2 separate regions of the Mus musculus genome follow, and region 1 is linked to region 2. Evidence: chromatin contacts called from public Hi-C data. All regions are on one chromosome and are shown on one strand. The core of a region is the stretch at or near the end of the contact, and the rest is flanking DNA. Distances in the headings are between cores, read along the strand shown. Region 1 has its middle 100 kb from the start of Gm23217. Region 2 has its middle 49 kb from the start of Col22a1.

Evidence for each region. Hi-C and Micro-C count contacts between places; a contact is called where the count stands out from the background.
Region 1: a contact with region 2 is called in a Hi-C map of cerebellum, with 2.7 times the contacts expected there. The contact joins two enhancer-like sites. A contact is called at or near these places in 1 of 15 datasets of contacts at CTCF or cohesin (the NIH/3T3 cell line) and 5 of 484 Hi-C or Micro-C datasets (the C2C12 cell line, cerebellar granule neurons and cerebellum).

The regions. Positions count from the first base shown.
Region 1 is chr15:72,358,282-72,362,491 of GRCm38.p6, reverse strand. No RefSeq gene overlaps it. Among named protein-coding and RNA genes, the nearest start is that of Gm23217, 100 kb to the right of the region's middle. Within about 2 kb of position 1,616, at least 20 of the 459 cell types and tissues checked have an H3K27ac peak or open chromatin away from gene starts, as enhancers often do. A contact at or near this core is called in cerebellum, where this site is marked.
Region 2 is chr15:72,081,544-72,085,897 of GRCm38.p6, reverse strand. It overlaps a transcript of Col22a1 not described here. Among named protein-coding and RNA genes, the nearest start is that of Col22a1, 49 kb to the right of the region's middle. Within about 2 kb of position 2,072, at least 10 of the 459 cell types and tissues checked have an H3K27ac peak or open chromatin away from gene starts, as enhancers often do. A contact at or near this core is called in cerebellum, where this site is marked.

The DNA.
Region 1 (4,210 bases), core at 367-2,866, 280 kb before region 2:
ACTTATTTTGGCTATTTCTCTGTGTTCAACATTTTTTTTCAGAAAAACTTTTAGAAATGCTTCTTGAAGCTTTACATTGGTACATAGGTTGGAGTTGTAGAAGCTTAACTTAATTTGATGAAAACTGACAGTTAATTCTCCAGCACAGAATGTGCCTGCCTGGAACTCATTATCCTTCTCTGTTTATTCAAACCTGCTTTGTGTTCATCAATAAGGTTTTGGCAGGTTTTAATCTGTGGGGAGGTGGTATTTTGAGGTTCCATAACTTTGTTTTCAACTGAGCTACATTGATTTATTCTAAGCTTTGTCAGGGCATTTCATAGCCATGGCTGCTCCTTTGAGAGAAGAATGCTTTAATGGATTAAATAGGGTATGTGTGTGCATACCAGAAAGTGACCTTAAGAAATGCTTAACAGGAGCATTGTTTTGTGTTGTTTTATTTTATAGACATCTATCACCTCTGGCTCTTGCTATTTTTCTGCCCTCTCTTCCAAGGTAATCTTATTTAGAGCTAAGCATTCTGCAGTTTCTTATTTTCTACTTCTTGACTAGTTGTGGGTCCCTGTTAATCACCATCTACTACAAAAGGAAGTTTCTCTGATGAGGGCTGAGGGGGTAAGGGACGAGCCAATCTACAGATACAGTGACAACTCACTTAGGAGTCAGTTCAAGACTATGCCCATTTATTGAATATTAGTAATATGTTCTCTTTTAGGACTTAGGATCTGTTTAGCCACACGTGATTGGCAGTTGCACAGGTTATGTCACAGGACTATAACAACATGCACAAGAGCTGTAGACAGAATACTAGCAATGAGATGGAGATGTAGGTACAAAAACCCCACTCCTGGTTAAGAAAATGTTGGTAACTCATAGCTGCTGGGAGAGGGAGCATCTGCTTTCTGTAAGGACCACACTTCAGTGACTGTCCCTATACCCAAGTTGTACACAGGTAGCACACATTGAACTCCAAAGGGGGAAAAAGACTCAACATTGAATGGAAGTAGAAAAAAGATCATGGGAGGAGTTGAGAGGTGAATATGATCAAAATATAAAATTCTCCAAAGATTAATAAAAATATTTCTTAAAAAGGAAATTCCTTACAGGGTAATTTAATTAAAGATAGATCTTTGAGACTCTTGACTATGTGTTCATTTCTTACCTTGCGTAGTGTATTTGTTTGTATCTGAGAGCAGAAAATTATTTGCCTCTAGAACTATTTTAAATTGTATACCTTCCATGAATCTTTAGAGGAGCCATGCTCTGCTATGCCCTGAGAAGCCTGCTCATCTACCCTTCGCTGTCTTTTCTGCCTGGCATTTGTTAAGAAAGCCTTACTTGTCCCTTAGTCAAAGGTTACACACCCTGATCTTTTCCTGAGTTGAGTCAACACTCTCCAGTGGCTTCTTCATTATCCCAGTGGATCCTGGTTTCTCTGGGCTCCAACATGGCTCAGAGCTCACCATCTTTCCTTCTCCTTGGCAGAGATCCCCATATATCCTGACAATGATTCAGACTGACTTAAACCTTGGGGTTGAGGGATGCCAGCCAGGGCATGAGATAGACAATCTTGGTGCCACATGGCACCTCCCACTGCTCCAACATGCCAACCAGAGTAAGCTCAAGCTGCCACCGTGTTTCACGTGCCCCTGCCTGCCTGCCTGCCTGTGTACTTGGGAGAGAAGAGAGTTCTCCATCCCATGGATTAAGTGGGCACCAGGCCAGCTGTCCTGCTTGGAGACAGGTGCTGGCTCCAGATGTCTCTCAGGGGCTCTCACAGCAAGACACAGATGGCAGCTCTCACTCTACTGCTTCATGCTTTGGCAGCTTGGGTCCAGCTCCAGGTTGCCCCTAACATTTCCCTGGCTGGAGAAGGAGGTGACCTAGGGGCACATAATTATGGATTGGTAGGGGTGCTAGATTAGACTCATTTCAAGTCGTACCGGTCCCAGTTTTTAAGAACTGCTTTACTAACTGGACTAGGCAAGTGTTGGTCAAGGTAACTTGAGTTCAAGAAGGAGGTCATAGAGAATGGTTGCCATGTGAGGTGTTATAACTGTGTGGGGAGAAGAGAGATACCACAGGAACCCCACTGGGCTCTAATCAACCTGAAGAAGCCACTCTCCCATCCTCCAGGGAAAACCAGAAACAGGCAAACCTTCTAACATAACATTCATTTTCTGTAGGAAGCTCTATTTTCAGGCACTGGGGTATTGAAAACCAGAAATAGCTTCTTTGACAGGAGGTGATCTCCTTAGCAACAGAAGGGCTCTCTGGCCAGCCAGCCTAGCCTGCTTGGCCAATGAGAGACTGCATCTCAAAAAGAAATCATAGCCTGCTTGGCCAATGCAAGCACATGTCTCATAATACACAGTAGATCATACCTGAGGCATGATACCTAAGGTTGACCTGTGGCCTTCGCATGCATGCACGCGAGCATTCACACACACACACACACACACACACACACACACACACACACACACACATTTAGGTGCATCTGCACACACATGTGCACACATTAAAAACACCCACAGCTTTAGAGAGCGTTCTTTCTCTTTTATTTCCTTTATTCACTGATTTAGCGGATGCTCTTGGATGGTGCCAGATGCCAGGTGTTCTTCTGGATGCTGGGAAGCCAGCTCGGGACACATATGTGAATTCTACCCTTTTGGCATTTCCTTTCTCGAGGAGCTTCGATCTCAGGCAAGCTAGTAGACTAGCTGGCAATTTCAGCTCATGACAGAAACTGACTGGCCTGAAGCTAATTGGGCAGGTGGGTAGAGAGCGGTGATTGGGAAACACCTGGGGTAGGGGCTTAAGAAGATGCCCTTAAGCATATTTCTCAAAGCAGAAAAAAACATTTCGTGTGCTGAATTTGAGTAAAAAGGTGTGCTCAGGGGGTTTGCCCAGAGGACACAGCAGCTTTTAATCAAACAAAGTGGAACTGAGCAGCTGCTGAGATCTTTGTATTTTTATAATACTTCTTTCAAGTGTCAGAACTCTGAGTCAAAGTGACTTCAATTCAGCCACTAACACAAGAAGGAGGAGAAAGAATTTTACTGTCTCTCTATGATGGAAAGCAGGCTGGGCCAGCATTGGAGAATCATCATTCTATGGCTATGACGAGGACATCCCTTAGATCCCTTCTCCCTGTGTCCTTTTCTGACACTGGCTCCCTTGTTACAGCATCAAGTCCAGGGACACATTATTCTTGGCTCGATGTGGATTGTGTGACCTTTCTAGCATGGAAGAGATAAGTCCTTGAGTAGCCCACCTAGGGCAATGCTGATGGAGAAGGAAGGGGCACATCTGATATGCCCTCACAAAGGGGAGGGGGCTAAACTAGGCATGGTGGCATGCCCCTGTAGTCCCCAGAATGTGAGGAAGTGGAAGTAGGAGATTCAGAAGAGTTTGAGGTCACCCTTTAGATAGAAAGTAATGACGTCAAGATCAGCCTGGGACTCATAAGACGTCTTTACTTAAAAAGGGGTGGGGTGGGGTGGGAGGAGGAAGCCTGATAGTCACTGCACAGCTTTTTAGGTGGTTGTTTCTGTTTGTAGACCTTTTTCCTTTATAATTTTTTTTTGAGACAGAGTTTTTATGAGACTTAGGGTGGCCTCAAGCTCACTACATAGCTGGTCTTGATCTTGAACTCCTGACCTGGCTCTACCTTTAGAGTATTGGGATTATAGGCATGTGCCAACATACTTATTCATATACATACTATAACAACTATCACACAGTACGAGTCTTGCTAGACACCTGGAGGGAGGAGCCAATTGTTTGTTTGTTTTTTTGTTTGTTTGTTTGTTTTGTTTGTCCCTTTTCTGCCTCTGGCACCGGGAAGTACAGAGGGATGCAACAGGCCTAAGCAGCTGAGTTGTGAGTGGGAGTGTGGGAGTGGATGTTAATTCTGCCTTTCCAGTAGCATTATCTCCCCATCCGTAATACGAAGATAGGCTCGGCGCCTCTTGCAGTGCATCTGAGCAGACAGTAAACGGAGAGAAGAGCCACGAATTCCAGGCAGGATGTGGCAGAAGGGTTGCAGCCCTCTAAGGAAATCATACATTATCCTGGAATGGTCTGTGGGCAGGACACACCAGTGTGGGAGTTTCAAGTGGCAGTGAGGCCCGGGGGATGGTGGCCTTTGTTAGATAACCCTAAGTACTATCTATCTCTCTTCCAGGAAATGAGGACAGATGACAGG
Region 2 (4,354 bases), core at 823-3,322:
TGGTAAAATGTGAATTTCTCTTCACCTCTCAGCACAGTGCCCCAAAGACTCTCAGCTCCTCTGGGAGTGTTACTAGCCCAGGCTGCAGCTACACAGACATCTAACATAACCAGGCACACATTACAACCTGACCTTCACGATTCATGTCTCTCATCAAGTAGTGCACCTTATTCATTGAAACAGCCGAACAAATCTCATCACGTCGAATAGAATAGATTCCTCTCCAAGAGAGACTATCTCTTTTATTTCATAACCAAGCAAACCTCCATCTCTTCTTGCCAGGCCCTCAGCCCTCAGCCCTCAGCCCTCTGCCCTCCCTGTCTAATCTCTACTCTCCTTTAGTCTGCCCTGCACACCTCAGTAAAACCCACTGTTCTAAATCAAAGTCCTGGATGCTCATCTTGGAAGATACCACTGCAGTTTGACACCTTCTCAGCCATGAACTTGGAATATACCTCTTAAACACTCTGTGTTCCTGCTCCCTCTGTCGTTGCGTTTTATGTTATCATTACATAATTCCTGAGCCTTCATACTTTAGTGAAGGTGGCTATTTAGTTCATAGTTCTGTATACTCAAAAGTCATAGGTAGAGTAGATTCATAGTAGATTACTCTGTAATGAGGGACCCTTCATTGGATCATGATTTGAGAGACGGAAAGGGAAGCCACCATGTGCAGAAGGGCCTGCTGTGTAGGAGGGCTAACTTTATAAAAATCAGTTGGGAAAACACATTGCTAATCCCTTCCAGATCATGCCTACTATGTCACAACTTCACCAGCTCTCATCGCCTCAGTCTTAGACACACAATCAAGAAGATCAAGCCTATGGCTGCCACATGAGCCCTCAGAGATCAAAGCAAATGGGGGCCATCACAGATGCTTGCCTCATTGACCTCCTATAAGAGAAAGAGGAAAGGGAGATGATACAGGCCAATCGTGTGCTCAGAACAATGCCGGACAATTCAGTGTTCAGGGTCCAGCAGCTGCCATAATTAATGAGTATTTACTTGTTCTCAGTGTCTACTTATAAACAAACCTGAGGTTTGTATCCGATGCCTTTAAAACTATGGACTCAGCTTGAGGGTCAACTGCACTGTCTATGGTTGGTCTTTCTTGACTGCCCTCAGCCTTTTCCTACAGGCCCCTGGATTCTGAGCCTTTACTAATGTCCTGAGGATATCACTAACACCTCTCCTTCCACCCTACTGTTTCTGACTCCTGTGCAGCTCTGTACTTAGATGCTTGTCTTAGCTCTAAGCTACTACCTTCACCTGTGGTCCTTATTCCTGCCCATTTGTTCCTCCCTCCCACCACCAACATAATTTCCTTTAGGTTCAGGTACCCTGTGGTTATGGCATGAGCCTTTTCAACCCAGATTAGTGGTGCATTGGGCCACCACTCTATATAATGCATCATAGCCCAGCAACTAAGTTCCCTGCTACCTATTCATAGGTAGCTTCCCAGTCTCACTTGCACAGTGAGGCCTCTGGAGGAGCCCCACTGCATATCAGGTACCCTTCTATCCTTTCTCTATGCCTCCTGGTCTCTGTGATGGTTCCACCTCCTTATAGCCAACATATCACCCACCACCTACACCAAGCACCAATTATAAAGCAGTTATCAATAATAGTTAGCAATCAATCAACAGCTAAGCACACAGTCAGTGCTATTCCGGCTTTATGTGGACGAATCTACCAGGACAGTCTTAGGTACCATTATCCCTCTCATCTTATATATTAAGTTGCAGTCAGAGGCCGAGCTGTGGGCCTCTGGCAATGGGATGAAGACCATCCTCTCTCCTAAGTCTCACACTTCTGTGTCCTTTACATCTGAATTTACAGACACTAAAGTCAGCTTCCCAAGCAAATACAAGCTGTTTTCCCAGCTAAAACTGTCTCTAAGCAAGATGACAGTCATCCTTCATTATCTTCATTCTGCCTTCCTGGCCAGCCTCAGACACTGCGGCTGATGCCTGTTTTCATTCCAGAAAGTTCCTCCCCAGGTGATCCCTGCACAGGCTCAGTATTGCCACACTGCAGGGGTGAGCGGAGCACATAGGAAGTTCTTTGCTGCCCCCTGCTGTTCAGCATGAGCTATGAGGGGGGAAAGAACCTGACAGATTGTCTTCCTCCCCCAAATGTCGGTCTCAGTTTCCATGGATCTTGTTTTGCAGAGGTCTCTCTTAATGCAGTTTAGTTTAGTGTAGCATTTTCCAGACTTGATTTCCATCTCCTCGTGGCAGATGCTTAAGCGAGTCCCCCAGCTAACCCAGGTTGTAGCCCAGCATAGGGAAAGTACACTCAACAAAAAGCCCAAACAGGGATCTGATAGATGCCAACTCTCTCCTCATATGAGACTGGCCACCGAAAATGTCATTTTCTAAACATCTCTCCATATTAAAGACGGATTAAATCAACACTTCACTGTGCTGTTTAAGAACTGCTGGGCTGTTGTGATCATAAAAAGATAAAGAAATAATAAGATATGTTCTATGGGGGTGTGGTGAGGTGTGGGAGAAAGGGGTGCCTTAGCCAGCCCATGCCAAGGCATTCTTCCCCCTGAGAGACCAGCCACACTATGGTATAGCATAGAATAGAGTTTATTTAGGACATGGGGAGGGGAGTTAAGAGAGTAGTAGAGGCAGAGAGAAGGAAAGAGAAGTAGAGGCCAGCCATGACCACGGGGAGAGAGGGGGGAAGGGAATGGAGAGGGGGGGAACAAGGGGGCAAGAGGCAAGAGAGTAAGAGAACAAGAGAGAGAGGAGGGGGCAAACAGACACTCTTAGAGTGGGCCAGACCTACCTGGCTGTTGCCAGGTAACTGTGGGGTGGAGCTTAGACAGAATCCCAACATGGGCCACTGGTTTGTCCTCTGTTTCAGCTGGAGAGAAAAAAAAGGGCCAAATGTTAAGGAGGGCACCAAGCAACACAAAGAAAGGAAAGGAAACCACAAATATCCCTGTGTTAACATCCTTTCACTTGAGAAGTGGCTCACCTGTGAAGTCTTCATTGTTGGTAGAAGAGCTGATGCTCAAAGTGCTAGACACTGGTTGGGGAAGGGATCAAATCCCCAAAGGAAGAGAAGCCTAGTGAATAAAGGATGGACAGTAAATGCAGACCAAAGAAGGCTCCTGCACTTGTCTTCATGGTCCCCTGACCTGGAGGTGCCTGGCGGCACCTGGCGGCAGGTGTGCCTGACAACTTAACTCCCGCAGCCAGTCCCAGAGACCCAGGTTAAATGACGAATAAACAAAAACAAAAACAAAAAAACAAAACCCCTCACCTCCAGCAAAGCTGTTGGCACCTGGAAATGGAGATGAAAGATGATCTGCATTCAAGGACCTCACGACTGTCTCTTTGAACTCCAGAACTATCTCTCATTTCAGCATTGAGGTTGCCTCCCACACATCAGTACCAGGAGCAGAATCCAGGCCCCAGATCCAGGATCCAGCTCTCTGCTGCTCTCTGGTTCCTCATTCTTTCTCTTGCTTTCTTTCTCTCCTCCCAACTTCCCTCTTCCTCCCCCCTCCCTCCGCTCCCCTTCTCTGTGTGTTGTTTTTAGATTATTTATTCAATAGTGCATAGTAACTGTACAACAGTATGAGTCTAACATTTCCATAATGCTCACTGGTCATCTCATCTCCATTCTTATTGCACCCTCCCCTTAATCCATCCATTATACCTTTCCCAAATAGTCCCCAATCGACTTTTAGGTCTCTTTGTAAAAGCTGGCTCTTTACATATGAAAGAAAACATGCATGAGGTAGAGTGACTGTCAGACTACAATCTGGCCATAAGGGGAACTTAGTGTACTTTTGACACATCACCGCTTGTGCACACTGCCTAGTCAGTCATGTGCAGCCCATGAGGAGGAGATGGATTTTAGATGATGGGGAAATGTTTCAGGGAGGTTCTGGAAAGACGTTTGGTTGCCACAGGCTCCTGGCCACCTTGGACTCAAGTCAATTTCTCCATTTCCTGTGTCTGTGGGGTGGGAAAGTAGCCTCTTTGAGTGACCACCTCCCCTCCGAGATTATTTCCCTTGCCAGCCCTGCCACCCTCATATACCTTGTCCAACAGTTTCAGTATTCATACCTGTGTCACTAAGATTTGATTACATAACATTGGACCCCCTCATACACAGCTCCAACCTCAGGTACTCCACTGTATGAAGTTTGAAGAATCACACAGGTTTCAGGCTGTGTGACTATAGCAGACTGGCTTAGGGAAGAAGGACTCGTACAGACACCCTACAGTGTGAATGATGGACCTTACCCTAATAGGATCTGAGAGCTAAGGTTTCAGGGCTGCCCTTCGAGACTCCTGAACTCTAGACAAATCCCTGAGTCTCATTCTCA